4 separate regions of the Mus musculus genome follow, and all the other regions are linked to region 2. The links are chromatin contacts, called in public HiChIP or PLAC-seq and Micro-C maps. All regions are on one chromosome and are shown on one strand. The core of a region is the stretch at or near the end of the contact, and the rest is flanking DNA. Distances in the headings are between cores, read along the strand shown.

Region 1 (2,852 bases), core at 157-2,656, 350 kb before region 2:
CTTTTGCTTACATTCAGTGAAATTTAGCCTGTGTAGTGGGTTAAATTACTACAGACACTCCTTTCAAAAGTTTATTTTAGTATGGAAAGCATCTCTTGAAATGCTTTGAGAGAAGTGAGTTGGTACATATCAGATGCATTATTTCCTGTATTTTATTTTAAAGTGTAACTGTATATTGCTACTCACATGTGTTGTCTTCGATTTTCTTTTTAATTAAATTTCACAGTGCGGCCAAATATCGGTTTAGGAAATGTTTCCTGCATTGATATTTCCTATCTTAAGCATATTTCCTGGCAGCCTGTTCTGTGAAAACATGTTTTTTGTTTGTGGGTGTAGGTGACCAAAGTCAGTCCATGGATCAAATCCCTCAGTTGTGCAACTGTGTACTACTACAAACTCTCGTCCTTTCGAGAAAAAGTAAAAGTTAGAGTCAAAGTAAAAGAACCTGCGTTTTAGTTCTGACTCCACATGAACATGTTGGGGGGGTGAACTTTGGACAAATCATTTCTATTTATGAAAGGACAGATTGCATCAGCACGCTCTCTGTCTGCTAAGAGTCACAAATTCTATTCTACGAAAGAATGTCACCCATTCAACTCTGAAACCGTGAGAATTTAAAGATAGGAAGCAATATTGTCTTCCTCTTGGCAAAAAAAGGTGCAATGAGAAAGATGCATTACGAATTAAGAGCTTTCCCTCACTGGGATTAGAAAGATTGCGAAGAGTAAACCCTTTCACTCTGGAAACTATTGGCTTCTCCTAGCCAAAGTGCCAAAGCCTTGGGAGACCCTCACCAAGGCATTCGTAAAGCGAAGGTGAAGGCTCTACTACAGTTCCCAGCATACCTCTGTCCCACCCTGCTCCGGGCACTCCTGCAGGCGGGTCTTGTAGTCCCAGCCCGCGGCCGGCAGTAGCGCTGAAGCACTTTTGGAATCAGCTTTCCCTCCCCGCCAAACCCGGAGGCCGCAAGCCCCATCTGAAGTTTACTGTCTGACCCACTGGGCTTGGCCGGGCTTCCAGACGTAGGACGTCCACCAGAAGCCAGCCTCACCGCAGCGAGCGGCGAGCGCCCTAGGAGAGGGCCACGCCCCGGAAGCGGCTTCCAGCCACTCAGAGCGGGCGGGGGCGGGCCCGGGCGGGCGTGCGGGGGCGGCTGGGTCTTCGCTCTGGGGCGGGGCCGCCGTACGAGCCCGCGCGTCTGGGTGGCGGCGGGGGCGCGCCCGTGGGGAGAGGCGGCTGCGGCTGCTGGTGGGGGGTGGGGGGGGAGGCAGAACCGGGAAGGGGGCAGGGCGAACTGAGAGCCGTGTTCCTGAGGCGGCGGCGTCTCGGACTGAGGAGGGCGGGGAAGGAGGATGGGGCAGGCTGGGGGTTGGGGCCGGCGCTAGCCCGCGGCTCGCCTCGTAGTAGGGGAAAGCGACGCTGCTCTTTAAGTTGCGCGGGGAGCCCGGCCGGTGCCGCCGCAGCCGCAGCCGCCTGGCGCGGCGGGGAGGGAGGGCGGGCCGGAGCGAGCTGGGGAAGACGGAGCGGGCGCTGCGGCGCGCGGGCGGGCGGCGGGGGGGACGCGGGAGGATGGAGCAAGTGGAGATCCTGAGGAGGTTCATCCAGAGGGTCCAGGCCATGAAGAGTCCGGATCACAATGGGGAGGACAACTTCGCCCGGGACTTCATGGTGAGTGTCCGTTCTCGCCGGCGCCTCGTGTCGCCAGCCGCCGAGCTCCCCTCGCCTCTCCCGGTCGGTCGGGGCTGCCAGCGCTTTGTGTGCGGTGCGAGGACAGGCGCGGGGCGCGCGCCCAGCCGCGAGCGCCGTCGGCGAGCTTGCGGGAGGCGAGGTCACCCCCGCCCCTCAGCCTCTCTTTTCCGCGGCCGCTACCTGCGCTCCCCGGCCCAGCCCGCTCCGGCCCCGCCGCCCGCGACTACCTATTGTCTCCCCGGCCGGGCGGCGGCGGCTGGAGTGCGGGCTCGCCTTCCCACGCCTGCCTTCCCCGCCTGCCCCTCCGGGGAGGGTCGAGGCGAGCTGTCTGGCTGCGGCCAGCGGAGCGGCTCGAGGCTGCCGGAGAGCGAGGGTGTAGAGCATTAACTCGCTGGGTCCCTGTACGGATGCCGGCCTTGGTCCGAGTGGACGGCAGGACGACTCCGTGTCTGGGTTCACAGTTATTAGCTCAGCGCTTGCCAGAGGCTTGACCATAAGGAATCTCATGGTTTACCTGATCTCCATTTATCTGGTCAGGTTTCTTTTCGTCCTGAGACCCAGGTTTGAGGTGGCTGTGAGGCCAGTGTGACTTTAGATCGAAAAGGGAGGGGGATATCAGTGTGGATGGGGGTTATCCTGAAGGAAGCTCACTCCGGACTTGAGGGGATATTGCCGAAGCCGGAGGGGATGTGACTATCACTTCCTATCCGGGGTGGGGGTGGGGAAGCTGGGAACAATAGTCATGGTAGGGTGGAGGCGACTATATGGGCTGAAGCCCTGGGAGATAACCTTCCCGTCCCCCCTTTTCCGCCACCCCCCTTTCCGCCCTCTGCTTGTGTAGGCAGGCTTGAGTGAGTGGAGGTGGGGGTTAAAAGTCTAGTATGTGAAATTTCTCTAGGTGCATAATTGGAGAGAGGGTATCAATTCCGAAGGCGTGGGACCAGAAGCTGACTTCCTACATTACCCCCTCCTCGCTCCTTTTATTTTTCTGTTGGACAATGTTCCCTCTAGGGTTGTTTCCCGGCTTTGGAGGCGGTGGTTGCGGCTGCTGCTCCTACGGATGTTGCGCAAGACTGGGGCGTTGTAAACCCTGGAGGTCTGGGGAATGGAAAAGGAAATGGGACTTTGGGAAGTCCTTCGCTCTTTAGCGGGGGTTGGGAATA
Region 2 (2,877 bases), core at 82-2,581:
TCTTTAATGAAAATAAATTAGTTATCATAATGCTTTCAATATTAGAGATTCTAATTTGAGAAATATAGGACAAATACTTTGTCAAAGTGCAAATGAAGAGCTTTAAAATAAGACAATCAAATAGGTAAAATAGAAGATTGCTAACAGAGCAGCTACGTATCTCTGAGTGCCTGGGATGACAGGAAGCCTTTTCAGGAAGGAACTGCAGCGTTGTCAATCTCGATTAAACAGATTATGGTCTTTTGATTATCAAACTCATTATTTTAGAGGCAACCAATTAGGATCTACGAGCTAACCTGCAAAATTCTGACTTACGGCAAACTGCTCCCTAGGATACAATTTTTAAAACCTTTTTTCCCTACTACTGAAAATGTACAGAAATGTGACTTGACCACAGAAATGGCAGTAAAAAAGGCATCACACCAATGAATTCACTAGGTTTCTAACTCATCCTGCAGTAGGCAGGGGACGCTGCTGCTAATACCGTTGGTGGATGCTGAAGGGGGAGCCATGGAAACGTAGCATGGGAGAACAGTTCTGGATGTTTCAAAGAAACCCTTTATCCCCTGTCTAGATATGTCAAGAACGATTTATTTACAACACTTTAGATCAATTAAAAGATATAATCTTGTCTCAGTTTCCGCTTGCTCCGTGCAGTTTGATTTTTTTTTAAGGCGATATTCCAGTTTGTGATTGCTCTGAACTTGTCCAGTTTCTTGATATAAAGTTTGGATGACATCCAAATCCTTCATGCAGTGGGGGGAACTTTTTTCTTTTTCTCTTTTTGAATCTAAAGCTACACTGCACTGTCTCTCTGTGATGTTTGCGTGATTTTGGTTCTTCCGTAGCTGCCAAAGCTCCCACCATGGAACCGGGGGCTTTAGGATCAGTTTAGGTCTGCCTGCGCGCACACCGTGCCGTGCCGCCTACGCGCGTCGCACGCCGGCGCTCCCGGGCTTCGGCGCCTCGTATAGATCTATGCGTGTGACAGTGGAAATAAATTAAAACGCCGTGAGACGGAACCCAGGAAGATCGGCCTGCGTGGAGGCGGGCGGGGGCCCCTCGCCTTGGGGCTCATCTGCCCGCGGCCGAGGCGCCAGGCTGCAGGGCGCCCGGCAGCTTGTCGGAGCCCGGCACCTTCCAGGGCCCCGGCGCCATCGTCGCCTTGCGCGCTGGGCCGCCCCCCGTGGGCCGCGCTGCGGGTCGGGCCCCCGAGCGCACACCCACCTTGGCCTCGGCCTCCCGCGCGCCCGCGGCCCCGAGGCCCTCACGCCGGCCGCGCAGCGCCTCCTTCCCGTCGGCCGCCTCCGAGGCGGGCCTGCCGGCCTCGGGCCGCCCCTGGCCGCCGGGCACCTCCTCCAGCCTGGGCCGCGCACTGCGCTGCGGGCTCGCCGAGCGCTCCCTCTGCTCCCCCAGGCGCTGCTTCTTCTGGCCGCCGGCCGAAAGCTCCTTTGGTTTCCTAACGTCGTGTTCCCTTTGGATATCCCAAGTTGGGTCTGGGCCTATCTGGTGGGAAGGGTCGGAGGGTGGGGCTGGATGTGATGGAGAGAATGGAGAGAGGATGTCTTCGAGGGAGACGCCTACTTCCGGCAGGCCTGGGGCGGCGGCAGCGGCAGCACTCCAGGCGTGGGGTTCGTCTGTGGACAGGAAGCACAGGCGTTAGGGCGCGCCGCGTCCCCGCGCTCCAGCTAACTCCCCCACCCCCATGCCGGGGACCCGGGCTGGCAGCCAGGCGGCTGCTCTCAAGGGCCCCGCCACATCCCTCAACTGCCCAGAGGGCAGCCAGCCGCACCCCGGGGTTCCGTCCCCCACCCGTCCCGGGCAGCCATCGCTCAAGAGTTCAAGGCACAGCTCGGGCCTAATCCCTTTGCCTCAGTCTGCTCTTAATTTCTGGGGTCACGCCTAGCATGGCCACTGACTTGGCAATAAATCACCGGTTCTCAGACCTCACTGTGGAAATACAAGTTGCCCAGCGACCCAGCCCAGCAGGTCCCAGCAGTATAGAGACCAGGTGCTCCTCTGTTTTTAGCAGGCCTTCTGCGATTCTTGGGATGGATCTGAGTCCTCCTCAAAGGAGTTGGGTGTGTGATTTTCTCAGCCGTTAGGTGTCGCTCAAAGCATAGTTCTCAGCAATTGCCTAATAACCTTGGGATTTGGATTGATTCATCTGAAAACTATCATTGCTTTCTTGCCCGAAAAGAAAATCATTGTCTTTGATTTTTTTTTTTTTTTTTTTTTGTAGTTTTAACATGGATGGCTCCTAGACTAAGATAAACGGGACTGATTCTAGAAAGCCTAGCTTTAAGGCCATTGAGGATTTACTCTGTTGCCTTCCAAGCAACTATGTTGACTTTCCAAAAAAGTATATATAACATAAAACAAAACACTGGCCGGAAACCAAGTAGGGGGCAGATGTGTTGGATTCAGTGAGTTAGTTATGACCACCAGCAATAACATTTCCCTGGAATTTTCTTACCCCAAGGCAAAATCAAGCAGGGAAATTCAATACAGGAACCCTTGATATTTGTGAGGAAAATGTCTCATGACCTTTGAAAAGATCTTAAGTTTTATAATTCTCAGAATGTTATTTTCTCTAAGGAATTAGTATATGAGTGGGACACAAAGAAGCCACATTTATATTGAGTTCTGGGTGGCTGTTGATTCTTTTCCACTAGTAGGTGGTAAGGTTAGTGATCTTGAGTCCGCCCAGCTCATGAATACCAGGAGCCTGCTTTGTTTTAAAGTTGAGATGTGTATATGGTACTTCTTCTGATGGTGACTTAGACGAGGACAGGAAGAGGACAGTGGAGTTGCTCTCTTCCCCAACAGTTCTGGCCACCTTTAAACTATCAGAGTAGTTGCACACACTTTGTCCTT
Region 3 (2,780 bases), core at 213-2,712, 370 kb after region 2:
TACCAAAGCTCCTTTATTTTTTGGACTGTTTAGGTGGGGTCTGTAAAGACAGAGACACAGGAAGCAATGTGTGTCATCCTTGTGCTTTTCTGAGAGTAAGGCTTAGAGGTACAAAGACCTAGGAAAGAGAATCTAGGTTGTGGCGTCCTTACAGCAGGAGGCTAATGGTAACGTGTACAAAGGACCAAGCATAAGTCATGTTGCAGCCTACCAGCATAGGGCAAAAGGCAGAGGTAGAAGCCTAGCACAGACCCATCCTCATGATCCAGGGAGATCCATTCTTACTACTTGACAACATGGTTAAGGGAAGGGGAGACAGAAGCCTCAGTGGAGAAAGTCGGATAGAGAATAGGAGCTAAAGATGCCACTCTAATCCTGTTTCAATCTTTAAAGCCACACTAGATTCTTCACATACTCCATCAATAGTAATGAAGACTGCAAAGCAAGATAAGATTAGATATATAAATTAAAATAATATTTTTCTACATCTGAGCAAATAGCAACCCAGTCACATTAACATTAAATAAAAGCCAAGTGTTCAAGTCAGTATATTTGACACAAATATTATATGCTTTGGTGTCAAACAAATATTTGAATGTTAGGTTTCCTAGGTGAGCATTAGCTTCGTTATTCTGCATGACATAAAGCTACAAAGACAGTGTCTGCCTTACTTGGCTGACTCATTAATATGAATATCTAGATAAGTATATATATGCATGTACACACACACACATCCATATATTCACACTAGTAACACATATATTATATAATAAGATAATAACAAAGCCAGATAGAATTATACTAGCATTTGAGAAGTGGAAGTAGGAAAGTTATGAGACCAACTTGGGTTATACATTGAGACGTTATACTACAACTTAAGCCACAATAAAACAAGACAATGTTGATATTTTCTCTAGGGAAATCACCCTTTAGTTTGACCAAATGATATTTTTCTCTTAGCCTCATTTTTTTCTTTGTTTTGAGAGAGGGTGCCACTACCCAATCAAGGCTGATCTTGACTACATCTGAGACTACAATCGGTCTGCTTTTGCCTCCCAGGCTCAGATTATAAACATGAGCCACCACACTAGAAAAGCTTTCAGTGATTTAAAAAAAGAAATCTAACTTTGCTAAGTAGTTGCTCAAAATAATACTCTAAAAAACCCCAAATCTGATAAAAATCTATGTGGCAAACTTTATAGCACTAATGCCATTAAAAGATTTTGCTGGGCAACCTAGTGGAGATACAAATAAAAAAGTTTTAAATACACCGTGATTGAAGGGTCTATGGTGAGGAGTAGAAAACTCAGTAGCCCAGGGGCAGTAAGACAGACCGGAAGTGATGCTCTGGAAACAGAGTCATACACCATTAATGGAGCCACTGTTGAGCTCTGGGCTTTGACCATCTGCTTCCTGTCTCTCTGATGGTGAGGAAACTGAAGACAAGCAGCACCTCCTACCTTGTTTTTCTAGAATCTCCCATTGTGTGCTTCTGTTAAAGGAAGTGGGTACCTCAGAGACACCACGGAGAATGTAGACTGTGACAGCCTTTTCTGAAGGGCAACCTCAGCTGTTTAGGCACCGCAAAGAATATGCCTTCTGTGATGTTCTTAGTTGCCAGTTTTTTTGTTTTTTGTTTTTTGGATTGATTGTGTTTAGTTAGGTATTATTATGGTTTTGAGACCCCACAGGTCAGCTGTTTCTAAGAGTGTTGGGTTGTAGAAGATGGGAAGTGGAATATCTGATAAGGACAGTATCCTATTCAACTGGTCCTGCTCCTTGACCTAAGGTAGAGCTACTAGAACAGCGCATGTCTGAAGGACATGTTTCATGAGGGCTGGAAAGGTTTCGTTACAGTGCTTTTAGCAACACAGGCTTAGGGATTTTTTCCTAATGAGGGTATCGTGTACCATTAAAGCCATAATAATAATAATAATATTATGCTTTATAATGTTTTACAAATCTATGTATTCAGTAATAACAATATGAAAGACTTTAGCTTTCTAGGTTTAACTTTGCAAACACTGCCATAGTATTTACTTTCAAAGATACTCTTCTCTGATGAGACCTCGACAAAATATCCTTTCATTGAGGCAGAACCCAGTCTCTCAAGATTATTTAAAGGTAATATTTAAATTCTCACTAGTCATACAATTTATTCTAAATGAAGGTGACTGCTTTGTTTCTAATAACTACATGAATGATACTGAAGAAAGTCATAAAAATGGAGTTTTTTGGACATTATTGCCATCTCTCTTATCATATTTTATATAAATCAGTGTGAAGAAAGACATGGAACATTGCCTTTTATTTTATTTACTGATAGTTCATCACTTGAACCTTATAATATGTATTTTCATTTACTCAATATTGACCAAGTACCATGGAAAGAGCTAGGGGTTTCGTTTCCTCTGTTTGAGGTTCACTGTGGGCTTAGGAGTGAATACGCTGGAGTACGTTTGACAAAATGTTTGTAGATGTTCAGACGAAGTTTAGCATTTGTAGAAGGCCCAGAATGGAGGGTGGGCACATTACAGAAAGGTACCTCTTACTGAGAGGTGTCTGTTGAAAAAGAAAATGACATTTAACTTTGACAAGTAATTATATGTTCTTATCACAACTTGTCCCACATGCCCTCCTCCTGAGTCTGTGCACCCCATTACTGCCTCCCTTCATTAGCTCCCAACATAAAGTAGTAAAGTAAGTGGTAGTTTGTGGAATATATTGGCACTGTGTCTCAGGCACTGGCTACTACGTATGAAGGCTTGGTGGGAATCATT
Region 4 (2,700 bases), core at 156-2,655, 510 kb after region 2:
CCTCAACAAACTTCAAGGTGATAATAATTAATACATATATTGGAAACATTCAAGAGCCATAGCAAGATATGAAATAAGACAAGATTTACATTTGTAACACATCTTAAAGCTTGCCTTTAAAATTTTTGGGAAAATCAGAACAGTGTTATTTGTTCTGATTATGTTATGACCATAGCCCTGATGTCTCAAAGGGCTCTTTTGAGACAGAGATGGAGGGTCTTTATTCAGTCTGTACTTTGATAATATGAAGGGCTCTTCTTTAAGGTCAAAATTGAATCAAGGTATTTTTTTGTTAAGGACAAGAAGAAAGGTAAGAAAAAGGCATGGTGCTGCCCCCAGCCATGGGGCTAGTGCTTAGGTAAGCCTTATCTAGAGAAGCCCCTCTTCATAGAGAAAGGTCAACACTTAGCTCTGAGTGTGTAGAGCCACTGTTGATGACAAGGCAGGTGGGAGTCGCTCCAAGAGTCAGTAAGCACAAGAAACCTAGGCAGACAGGTAAACACCAGTGTGGAGAGAGCAGATGCCTCTGGTTTGTCAACAGTTTAAACTCTGAGCAACTCTGCTGCTCTTCTTGTTTGCATTCACCACTCACCATATCAGATCTCTCTCGTATACAAATCGCATCAACCCCTGCCCCCCTTTCCCCATACCACACCGCCCAGAAGTCCAACAACACTTCACAGAAGCTGAGGAAAGTTCTTGAAAACCCCAAATCCATGTGAGTGCCAGAAGAGGTCTCATACAGGCGTTGCTTTCACATTGATTGAATAGTGAGTCTGCGCTGATATGAAAGGATGCTTCGGAAGGCTGCCACAGTTCCACGTGCTTACAGTGTGTGAGCGCTCACTGCTGTGGTTCAGAACCAAGTCTGAAGTGGCTCTCTTGTTGATTTGCGGACACATCTGGATACCTAAGTACTTTATCTTAGGGGAGTTTGAACTTTCATGTAATCTTTTAAAGATAGAATGTCCTTTACAAATGATCCTTTATCAATGTCCTTTATAAATGTCTTTTATAGTTTGGTATAGTCCAAGAATTTTACCCACTTCCCTCCCCCAACCCCGACAGACAACAGGGAGAGAAAACCAAGTGTAGCATTTGGGAACAAACCATAAAATTAAGTCATGTCAGGAAACCAAAACAAAAGGGAAAAAAAACAGAGAAAGATCTGAGTGCATACACAAACCACAGCCTCTGTGAACTCACATAAAAATAAGCAGGGGAAAGGCACTGTGGCAGTTTCAGAGTGGGGCATTCTTCCCAGGAAAACAGCGAGATTCACTACGGAGGACATTATTCTTCAGAGACTGACAGGGTCTCATTCACAGCCCCAGGACTGATGGTGCATGTACAGCCAGCTTGCCAAGCAGCAGAGCCCTGGGATGCAGGTCCCCAACGGTGAACTGAGATCATTGCTGAGGACACTCAGAGATCACATAAGGGACACTCTGTTTGCTCTCTGGGAGATGCAGTTCATCTGCACTAATTGCAGCCTTGGGAGCCTGGAAAAGGCAGCTCTGTGCCCACATACTGTATTCCCTTTGTTGGGACGCTCTCATGGGCTGCTCCTCCGGGCATTGTGTGTGTGTGTTAACAGAGAGCCTGCACTGCCTTTAAAATCTATGTGCATTTCTAATTCTTTGCACTGGACTTACTCATAGCTGATGAGAGGAAGCTAGCAGATAATAGTGAATCACTATAGCAGGTAACTTATGTGAGAAAAGAAGTCCAAGAAATCCAACTACTAACGTTTACAGGAATTCACTTTTCTGAAGATTCCAACACCGCAAAGCTTGCCTATTAACCATCTATTTATTTTGGCATTTTCAAAGTTTGAGTGATTAGGTGCTTTCAACTCTAAAAAATATGTATTTTAAAATATACCTTTGTGTACTTTTCTTTATTTTATAAAAGACTGGAAGACAGCCAGGCATAGTGGCCCACATCTAGAACCTAGCCTTAGGCAGTTGAGACAAGTGCCCTTGGGCGTTGAAGCTCTTCTGGGACTCACAGTGAGTTCCAGACCAGTCTGGGCTACATAGTGATATCTGCTCAAAATCCAAACAAACAATGAACAAAACAAAGAAACAATAACAGTATAGGTTTAAATTTGGAAAATGCTGTTGTTAAAGAGACTTACAGTCAAGGCAGTGCACATTTGGTTTGCCTGTCTGTAGATGGCTGTTGTACCTGAGTAAACCCAGAGCTAAGAACGTGAAGCATTTAAAGATAGGTGTTGTAATGATGGTTTTGACGGTCAACTTGATTGTATTAAGAAGGACTGGGGGAGATGAATAAAGCAGAGCTCAGGATGTAATGTGGGTAAAATATAGTCCACATCTTAAAATTCCATTCTGTAGGTCTATAAACAAAAAGCCCAATTTGGATGCTTAGAAACTTTAACAAACAAATGATATTTTCTTCACAAATTTAGGATTTTTAAATAAACACGCCAAAATTAGAACTATAATTTGAGTATGGGAATTATATTCTAAGGAATGAGAATGTAGCTGGGGGGGGGGGGGGGAGTGTCCTTGCCTAGCTTGCACGAGTATTCCCTGTACCTCAAGAAACCAAAAGTAACAAAGAATCATGTCTTTACTATTCTATGTGATATCACAATCTTCTCTTTGTAAAAATAATTGTGCATATGTAGCTGAATGTACATGCAAACACACACACACACACACACATTCTCAA

The links. HiChIP or PLAC-seq counts read pairs in DNA pulled down with a chosen protein or histone mark. Hi-C and Micro-C count contacts between places; a contact is called where the count stands out from the background.
Region 1: a Micro-C map of the HL-1 cell line shows a contact between it and region 2, with 6 times the contacts expected there. The contact joins the promoter of Ptpn12 here to the enhancer-like site in region 2. A contact is called at or near these places in 4 of 484 Hi-C or Micro-C datasets (the HL-1 cell line, embryonic stem cells and uterus) and 2 of 9 other capture datasets (adipose tissue and pancreatic islet).
Region 3: a contact with region 2 is called in a RAD21 HiChIP or PLAC-seq map of pro-B cells, with 5 times the contacts expected there. The contact joins two enhancer-like sites. A contact is called at or near these places in 1 of 15 datasets of contacts at CTCF or cohesin (pro-B cells) and 7 of 115 datasets of contacts at active chromatin or transcription factors (bone marrow-derived macrophages, embryonic stem cells and stem cell-derived neural progenitor cells).
Region 4: a contact with region 2 is called in an H3K4me3 HiChIP or PLAC-seq map of stem cell-derived neural progenitor cells, with 4 times the contacts expected there. The contact joins two enhancer-like sites. A contact is called at or near these places in 1 of 39 promoter capture datasets (stem cell-derived epiblast-like cells), 1 of 15 datasets of contacts at CTCF or cohesin (pro-B cells) and 7 of 115 datasets of contacts at active chromatin or transcription factors (bone marrow-derived macrophages, embryonic stem cells, oligodendrocyte precursor cells and 1 more).

Annotation. Positions count from the first base shown.
Region 1 is chr5:21,054,465-21,057,316 of GRCm38.p6, reverse strand. Ptpn12 (protein tyrosine phosphatase, non-receptor type 12) reads left to right here and starts at 1,406. Exons shown (of 18, transcript NM_011203.3): 1 at 1,406-1,668. The coding sequence starts at 1,570. It overlaps Gm42221 (a long non-coding RNA gene), which reads right to left and starts at 1,250. Exons shown (of 4, transcript XR_880864.3): 1 at 846-1,250.
Region 2 is chr5:20,700,830-20,703,706 of GRCm38.p6, reverse strand. Magi2 (membrane associated guanylate kinase, WW and PDZ domain containing 2) reads right to left here. Exons shown (of 23, transcript NM_001170746.1): 23 at 1-1,637. The coding sequence ends at 1,581. Among named protein-coding and RNA genes, the nearest start is that of Gm52763, 21 kb to the right of the region's middle. Within about 2 kb of position 1,331, at least 415 of the 459 cell types and tissues checked have an H3K27ac peak or open chromatin away from gene starts, as enhancers often do. A contact at or near this core is called in the HL-1 cell line, adipose tissue, embryonic stem cells and 5 more, where this site is marked.
Region 3 is chr5:20,331,448-20,334,227 of GRCm38.p6, reverse strand. All of the region lies in intron 6 of Magi2 (membrane associated guanylate kinase, WW and PDZ domain containing 2), which reads right to left. Among named protein-coding and RNA genes, the nearest start is that of Gm52764, 210 kb to the left of the region's middle. Within about 2 kb of position 1,462, at least 48 of the 459 cell types and tissues checked have an H3K27ac peak or open chromatin away from gene starts, as enhancers often do. A contact at or near this core is called in pro-B cells, where this site is marked.
Region 4 is chr5:20,195,701-20,198,400 of GRCm38.p6, reverse strand. All of the region lies in intron 4 of Magi2 (membrane associated guanylate kinase, WW and PDZ domain containing 2), which reads right to left. Among named protein-coding and RNA genes, the nearest start is that of Gm25761, 83 kb to the right of the region's middle. Within about 2 kb of position 1,405, at least 46 of the 459 cell types and tissues checked have an H3K27ac peak or open chromatin away from gene starts, as enhancers often do. A contact at or near this core is called in oligodendrocyte precursor cells and stem cell-derived neural progenitor cells, where this site is marked.